2 separate regions of the Capra hircus genome follow, and region 2 is linked to region 1. The links are chromatin contacts, called in public Hi-C maps. All regions are on one chromosome and are shown on one strand. The core of a region is the stretch at or near the end of the contact, and the rest is flanking DNA. Distances in the headings are between cores, read along the strand shown. Region 1 has its middle 23 kb from the start of CCNE1. Region 2 has its middle 42 kb from the start of CCNE1.

Evidence for each region. A called contact is a pair of places that touch in the nucleus more often than the background predicts.
Region 2: a contact with region 1 is called in a Hi-C map of blood, with 3 times the contacts expected there. The contact joins two enhancer-like sites. A contact is called at or near these places in 2 of 5 Hi-C or Micro-C datasets (both in blood).

The regions. Positions count from the first base shown.
Region 1 is chr18:41,568,191-41,572,240 of ARS1.2, forward strand. No RefSeq gene overlaps it. Among named protein-coding and RNA genes, the nearest start is that of CCNE1, 23 kb to the right of the region's middle. Within about 2 kb of position 2,256, at least 1 of the 5 cell types and tissues checked has an H3K27ac peak or open chromatin away from gene starts, as enhancers often do.
Region 2 is chr18:41,633,012-41,637,061 of ARS1.2, forward strand. No RefSeq gene overlaps it. Among named protein-coding and RNA genes, the nearest start is that of CCNE1, 42 kb to the left of the region's middle. Within about 2 kb of position 1,715, at least 1 of the 5 cell types and tissues checked has an H3K27ac peak or open chromatin away from gene starts, as enhancers often do.

The DNA of each region.
Region 1 (4,050 bases), core at 1,006-3,505:
CTGGTGGGGTAGGAGCATGCCAAGTTTCCAGGTCATCCCCCGCCCCGGTGGGCTGTGTGTGGAATGTCCAGAGGCTGCGCTGGCCCAGGTCCCCACCTCAGGTGAGGGGCCTCAGGAGGATCTTCAGGTCATCAGCAGAGGGAGCCAGAACAGACAGGTGGAATGCCCGGGGAGGCATGGACTGCAGGTGTGGTCTCCGGAGCCTGGAGTCCAAGGAGACGAGGACAAGGAGCAGAAGGGGCACCTCCGACTCCAGCCAAAGCAGTGCTTCTTGTTCTCCTGCACTTCCCGGACTCCCGAAAGGAATCTCAGCTGAAGAAAGGCCTCTCCTCAGCCGACAGGAGGTTAAGTCTGGAGCTGTCAACAGCTCTTCTCCCACCACTTGGGGACCACTTGCCCGAGAATAATGCCAACGCAGAGAAAGGCAGAGACAAAGAAGAGAGTCCTGTCAGCAGAATTCAAGCCCCTGAAGCCAGCCACACCTGAAGTCTGCAAACGTTCTCACAGCAAGAGCCAATAATTTGTTGGTGTTACTTCAGTTTTCCCTTGAGCCTGCTGACTCAGGGTTCTGTCACTTTTACCTGAATGAATCCTGACGAGTATGGGTCTATCTACACTAGAATAAGCACCAAGCTTTCCCCGGCCTTGAAGACTTTTCTTGCCATCACAACAAAGAGAGAAGCTCTAATACCCTGGAAGGACTGTCTTTCCTTGAGTTCCATCAACAGAGAGGAGCAGCTAGCATGAAGCCACTCACACCCTCATTCTCCCACCGAGGGTGCCTTGGAGGCTAAGAACCAGAGGTCTGGTGAGGGGCCTGCAGCTCTCCTGGTCAGAGGGACCCTCACCCACCACAACACCCTCTACTGTCCATTTCCCACCCAGCAGCCTGACGGAGCTTGTAACAGAAACCGGCCCTGTCTCTCCTCTGCTCAAAACCATCCAGTTCTCCTTGCACCTAGATTCCAACCAGCCCAGTGCTGTGCCTCAGCCTGGTCTCTCCACTCCCTGGGCTCCAGCCCCTCTGGCCTGTTCTCTCATCTAGAATCAGACCGCCCGTTCCGCCTCCAGGCCTCACTCCCACGGTGGGAAAGCAGCTCACCCCACAAGGCTGTCACCTCCCCGGGCGCCTTCCCTGACCAGCCCCTTCCAGTCTTCCTGTGATTGCCTTCCTCTTCCACCACCCCTCGTGAATCTGCTCCCCGCCGGAACAGAAGATAATTAGCATTACGGTGACCACAGGGCCTGCATGAGAGCTGTTACACATTGGGCGCGCAATAAACACTTGTGGGAGGAAGAAGGAATGGAAGGAGGGAAGGAAGAGAAGGAGGGAAGGAAGAGAAGGAGGGAGGGAGGGAAAGAGGGAGGGAAGGAAGGAAGAAAGAAAGACCATAGGGTGAACCCAGCCTCGAAGCCTTGCCAACAACACTCACGGCTCCTGCTCACCCGCCCTCATCTTTCATCTTCACGTGCGCATCAGAGCAACCCACCCTCATTCTCCACCTTTCTTCCAGAGAAGGTTCAGCACCCGTGATGAGGGGTCTTTCTTCTATCCCCAAAGTCCTCTCACCAACCCATGGCTGCCCCTCTGACGAACCTGGGAATAAATGCCTCCTGAGATGCTGCTGGCCACAGCTGCTCCAGGGGACCCCCCGTCAGCCCTCTGGGACTGCCCAGATGGGATGGAGGCGGGGGCTCCAGCAGGCCCTGTTCCAGGGAGCAGTGGCCCAGGATAGTGGTGGGGTTTTTTTTTTTTTTTCCATATGAGGAAAAAATTAGCTTTCCTTACCAGACAAGAATGACAATTTACAGAAAATTATGCTCTGAATTCATAATCTGGAGTGAGCGGAAATGGTATTCTATAGTAATCCATCCCAACTGACTCGCTATTGTATACGCACCTGCTAACATTTTTTAAGCCGGGACTTTATGGAAAGGACATTTTGATCGCTTCTGAAGTTTGCTGAGCAATTCCCCCCTCTCTCAGGCATACGGTCTTTGTGCTGGAAATTTCCCTCGTGGCTTCCTGCAAGCACCGGCAGACGGGCACGTGGGCTCGCAGGCGGGCACGCGTACATACAGCCGCAGCCCCCTCTCGTTGGCATGACTCTAATGGGGGGCTTTGCAGGTGCCGAGCTGTGGAAATGGAAGCTGGGAGAGTGAAATAACAGTTGGCACCTGTGCCGAGCTTGCCCGAGGAGCTGCAAACTGTGGTGCCCGCCGGAATTAGAGATGCTTTCCAGCACGGGCTGAAAGGAGAGCGGAGGACGGGGAGGGCTGGAGGGCTCGGCCTGGGCTGCCCCTGGGCCATCCAGGGTCAGGGGTGTGAGAGTGGGGCCTCAGGCTGTGGAGACGCTGGGAAGGAGGGGGCCGGGTGACCATCAAGCCCTCGAGCACCCAGCCTCTGTGGTGCCAGAGAAATCACTCACTCCAGGCCCACTGGTTCTTGCCTCAGCCTCCAGCCCAGCACTGACCCAAGGCATAGTGGACTGGGAGCCCCATGTGCACAATGAGGCTGCAACATGCCTCGGTGCCCTGCCTGGGCTTGGCACATAAGAGGTACTAGAAAAGTACCTCCAAAGCTTAGTCAAGACCTGGTCAGAGGACCAATCCTCTGGAGAATGGACCCTTCTCACTGATGTTCAGACCCTACAGCTCCTGGATCTCCAAGTCCTGTTCTTTCGGGGGCTCACTGACACCAAAGCTCAGAGAACAGGTGGGTTGTGGGCGGGGACAGCAGGGAGGGGCCTTGTTTCCATTGGGATCATCAGGAGAGTGATAGTTACGCCAACCTATGACCCAGGCATGAAGAGTTCACTGAAGCTCTCTCCGCAAGAGCTAGTATTTAGGAACCTTCTGAATTGACAGCAGGAGGGGAGCAACAGACAAGCCGTGGAAACGGGCTACAGCAGCAGCGGGCGAGAATCTGAGATGCACCCTCCTGCAGCGGAAACTGCTGGAGATGCCGTTCCTGACAAAGAAAGTACGTTTAAGACAAAGTAAGATGCAAACAACATGCGATGTGATTTCACTTATTTTTGTCCTTTTTACTTTTTTTCCCCCACTTTTTAAAAAAGTCTTACAGAATGATGCCATACACTGTGATCAGGTGTGTGCACGCATACACACACCCACATGCACAAATATGTCAAATGTGTAGAGAGCAGGGAAGGAAGTCACCAGCTATCGGCCATATCTCCCTCTGGGGTGAAGGAGTTTCTGGAGTTGGTGAGAAAGGGGTGCTTGGGCCTTATCTGTAGTGTCTAGATCATTCTTACTATGGGAATGTATTCATGCCTGTCTCTGTAATTAAAAGTTAATGATTATTTTAAAAGAATCATCTGAGACAGGACAGTCCCACCAACCCGAACCATTACGAAGCCCTCCTTATTATTCCTTTGTTTCATTCATACATATATTAGTTCACTCATTCAATAGGTACCCTTCTCCTGTCGTTTGCTTATTTAAGAAGCATTAACTGTTACTCTAGGTTCTAAGCTGCATCATTGAACAAACACACAAGGTCCCTGCCCCCAAACTACACATTTGTGTGTGTATGTGTGTGTGTGTGTGTGTGTAAATGCACACTCATGCATGTGCGTCTCCTCCACAGCCCCACTGGGTGCCTGGAGCGGGAGAGGAACAACAGACAGCTGTTTTCCTTCATCCTCTGAGTTGATGGAGGTGGACAGGGACAGTAAAATGGCTTGCCTTGAGCATATGAAAATAACACATTGGCCAGGAAATGAGCTGACAGGAGGCCACTGTCTCTTCCCACAAAGCCCCTGTCGTGGGCTTGTGGCCTCTGCTCACCCTTCAGGCCCAGTTCAAATGCCCCCTTTTATTGAAAGTCCTGCTGAGTGTCCCCACTCCTCCCCAAACCATGTGGGCTCTGCCTCGCACCAGAGCATCTCGCCAGTAGCTCCTGGTCAGCGTCACAGACTGGCAGCCAGCTGACAATTAGAAAGCTGAGGGGTATTTTGTGATGTCAGCCCGGTGGGTTGAGAGGCTCCATACCTGTGCAGGCAGCGGGCCCGGCTGTCCTGCATC
Region 2 (4,050 bases), core at 465-2,964, 64 kb after region 1:
GTCAAGAGAAGACAGCCTGTGCAGCTGAACCTGGCCAGCTTGCCAACTCTATCTCATTTCTTTCCTTAACAATGTTATTAATTTATTTTGAGAATTTTAATTTCTGCCTTGTTTAGGAGTGACAAGTGGTCCTTTAGACAGAACCTTCATCTGCCCTAGACTCTCCTTTTGCTTTGGTTTTGCCCAAGACTAGGTTGGCACTGAACTGCCAGCTTCCAGTCTAGCAAGTCTTTTGGGAAAAGAGAGCCTGTTTCCTGGTAATTCCAGCGAAAGTCTTAGGACTGAGCCTCATCCATCTGTCTTGGGCAACACGACCACCCCTGTCGGTGAGGTCAGGGAAATGCAGGACTCTGATTGGCCATCGTTGGCCAGTAGCAACGCTTATGGTCAGGGGTGAGGTTAATTCCAACCTAGCCGCCTGGACTGGGAGACAGAAAGGGGCCACCTCAAGAAAAATGGTGGGGCTGCCCCCAAGAGTAGGTAGATGTAAAATAATCAACAGAAGACTTCTACAATAAATTGTCCTCAAAATTCCAGATCTAAGACCCTTCAAGGCAGGACTGCTATTTGCCCTGTATACATATTTCTCATTTTATTCACACACCAGCCCTGTGAGAGCAGTGTGGTTTGAGATAAGGAAACAGGTTTAGGGAGCTTAAGTACCTGGGGCAGAAGTGGGGAGGCCCTGTGTTTGAACTTCCTGCCTTCTGAAGGCAGGACCTGGGGTGTGAGTTGGCCCCCTTTATTGTCTTAGACCTGACTCCCCTCTCTCTGCCTGCAGTCCTGACACCAAGGAGTCTGATCTTGTTTCAAAAAAGACGGGAAAAATTGGCAATGGCCGTGAGTTGAGAAGATGTGATAAAATATTTCTTGTTTTCTCAAGTTTACATAGACCAAGTTTTCACTGTTGCTATGGGGTGGGTTGGCAGAGAGATGAAAATAAATCTGTGTAATTTATTTTTTCTATGCGTCAAGTATATTTCCGCTTGCTTAGCACATGTACACACACACAGACGCGCGCACACACGTACAGACGTGCACACACATGTCCACACATATAGACTTTAATAAAATACTTAAACCCCTTTAATGCTCTCTGTGGAAGGAATAAATATGTACTGTACTTTCAACTTCTGTTCTTTGAAATACCATATGGTCTGCACTGTGAGCTTAAAATACTCTGGTGAGCGGAAGCTTTCATGCAGCAGATAGCCAGGTGGAGCTTTCCCCGCCAATCTCACAAGGTTAATTAATCCTTTAAAATACAGCATGGAGGGGTCCCTGCGTCAGGAACGGGCGCTGTCAGAGGGAGGCGGCCCATTGGCCTGCATGGGGCTGAGAAGAGCGTACAAAGGCGGCCGGCAAGGTGGGCTGGGCTGCTGCCCTGATGGTGCCTTTGATGAGCAAGCTCAGTCACTCAGATCCTCACAGTTTGCGTCCTGCATAATCAGGGATAACAGGCTGATGGTTTGCATGAATAACTAAGTTTGTCATCGTGGTTAATTTTCCCTCAAAAAGAGCCCCACCCCCTATCTCTCTGGCTCACTGCATATTTATAAAGGGCAGGGATACAAGGGAAAGGCGGCTGGGTGGCCTGGCACCCCAGGGAGACAGGAGAGGTGGCTGCACCCAAGAAACCTGGAAGGCAGGTTCAGGCCAGGCCTGGCACCTGGAGGAGGGCACAGAGTTCTGTGGAGCGCGGAGGACAGGAGCTGCACGGGGTGGGATGGGGTGGGTAGCTTGGCTTGCCAGGCCCAGTGTGGGATGTCTTCTTCCCTGCTCTGAGCCTCAGATTTCCAACCATACAAGGAGCATGTGAGCTACTTGACCCAGGTGTCAGGGGCTGTCATTTCCAAATGGGGTTATGTGTAGAGTCAGAGGAGGGAGAGAAGCTGACATCCATCCAACACCTGTTGTGCTTTGTGAGCAAATATTTTTTTGGTAAATTTAATTATCGTTGCATTGTATATGTCTTGGTGTTAAAAATTGTTAGACTGTTCATTGTAAATACTTTAAATGGGCAATGACTCTTGAAATCTCATTGTAGCATTCTTTTTAAATGTTTAAACAATTTTTATTTTATATTGGGATAAAGCTGACTTACAATGTTGTGTTAGATGAATTCTTCAATTATCATTGCATTGTATATATTTTGGTGTTTAAAAGTTTTATATTGTCCATTGTAAATACTTTAAACAGACTATGGCTCCTGAAACCTCATTGTGGCATTTATTTCTTTTTAAATATTTATTTTTATAATTTAATTTGTATTTTATTTTGGGGTATAGTTGATTTCCCTGGAGGAGGGCAATGACAACCCACTCCAGTATTCTTGCCTGGAGAATCCCCATGGAGAGAGGAACCTGGCAGGCTACAGTTCATGGGGCCACAAAGAGTCGGATATGACTGAGCAACTGAGCACAGCACATAGCTGATTTACAATAGTGTTAGTTTCAGGTGTACAGCAAAGCGGTTCAGTTATATTTATGCATATATCCATTATGTTTCACATTCTTTTCCCATAGCATTTCTTTTTGACTCTTCAGAGAACATTTTGGTAGTCTGAGTAGTCCAGCTTCCCCTTTCCATGAGTTTCAGGAAAGCCCAGATAGGGGTTAGAAGGGGAAAGGAGGGGCTCAAGGACCCTTTGCACTTCCCTGGCAGCCCTCTTAGGCCAGTAGGTGGCAGTTCTGAGCTTCCCTTCTGGACCCCAGCCTTCCTCCAGTCTGGGGTCCCTAAGCTTTCCAGTCCACATAGCAGGTATCAGGGATGAGCAGGGAATCCAGAGGGACAGCTGAATGGCCGTCTAGCTGCCCCTGCCTGGGACTGCCCTCCCTGCCTCCATCCCTGGGTCCTGCTCAAGGCAAGTGGACTTCCTGGAGGAGTTGACATCTTAGGTAAAACCTGAAAGGCAGTAAAGGATTTCAGGCAGAGGGAAGAGAGTTTGCCAAGACCCAAAGACCACAAACCCTGGTGCTTCCAGGAACTGACAGAAAGCTGGTGTGGCTGGGATGCAGAATATTGGGATGGGGGCTGGGGGGTTGGAGATGATGGTTGACACTGGTGGGGAAGCAGGATCAGGGCAGTTAGAGTGAAGAGTTTAGACTTTATCTTGAGGGCAGTGGGAAATTCCCCAGCCCACTCAAACCATCAGATCTGTCCTTTGGAGAGATCACTGCAGCTGCCTGACACCTCATTATACCTCCCCTCTCCCCATCCAGGGCACTGACAAACCTGAGCCTCCTGCCCTGCCTGGGCACAACTTCAACCCCAAGGATAGCTAGGAGCTGACCTGCCTTGCAGACACTGTAAGGTGGGCTAGAAGAGGCTGTCTTCAGGATGCCCTCTTAGCTGATGGAAGTGGGTGCATCAGAGGCTCCTTGAGCACTATCCAAAGGGGAGCTGAAGGTCACCACATCTCATGCTGGGCCATTTGGAGGAAGCACTTTTCCTTTTAAAGGCTGTCAAGGAGCTCCTAACCCCTAGGATAATGGCAAGTCAAGGGGACAGGACACGGCCTGAAACCAAGGAAGTAATCTCTAACGATGGAATTTGGGGCATTGGAACTATTTTTGGATGGAGGAGGTGTCAGGTGTATGTAGGTATGTGTGAGCCCCGGAACTGGGCTCCTGGCTATTTCACTTCCTTATAAGATGGCCCTGCGACTCAACAGAAGAGACCCCCACCTAAGTGAGCATGACATTCTAAAACAGCAAAGCTCACTACAGCCTTAATCATTAATTACTGATGCTCCCCAAGTGTCTCCTGGAGGCTTCTCTTTTGCAGGGGAGGGGAAGCTGAGGCTGCAGAGGTTCCATTCTGTTGAATGGTTAATGGCTATTGAGATATAATATCCACTAAGTCACATCTGATTCCCTATTTAATGTTTAAATATTTAATTAATTAAATGTGGCAAATATTTAATTAGATGCTATGAAAGCCACCCTGACACTGTAGTCTGCATAACAAAGGTGGCTAGCTGCTTCTCCAGGTTATCCACCCCCTTCTAACAGTGCTCACCTCCCCCTCCCTCCACAAAACCCAGTTCTG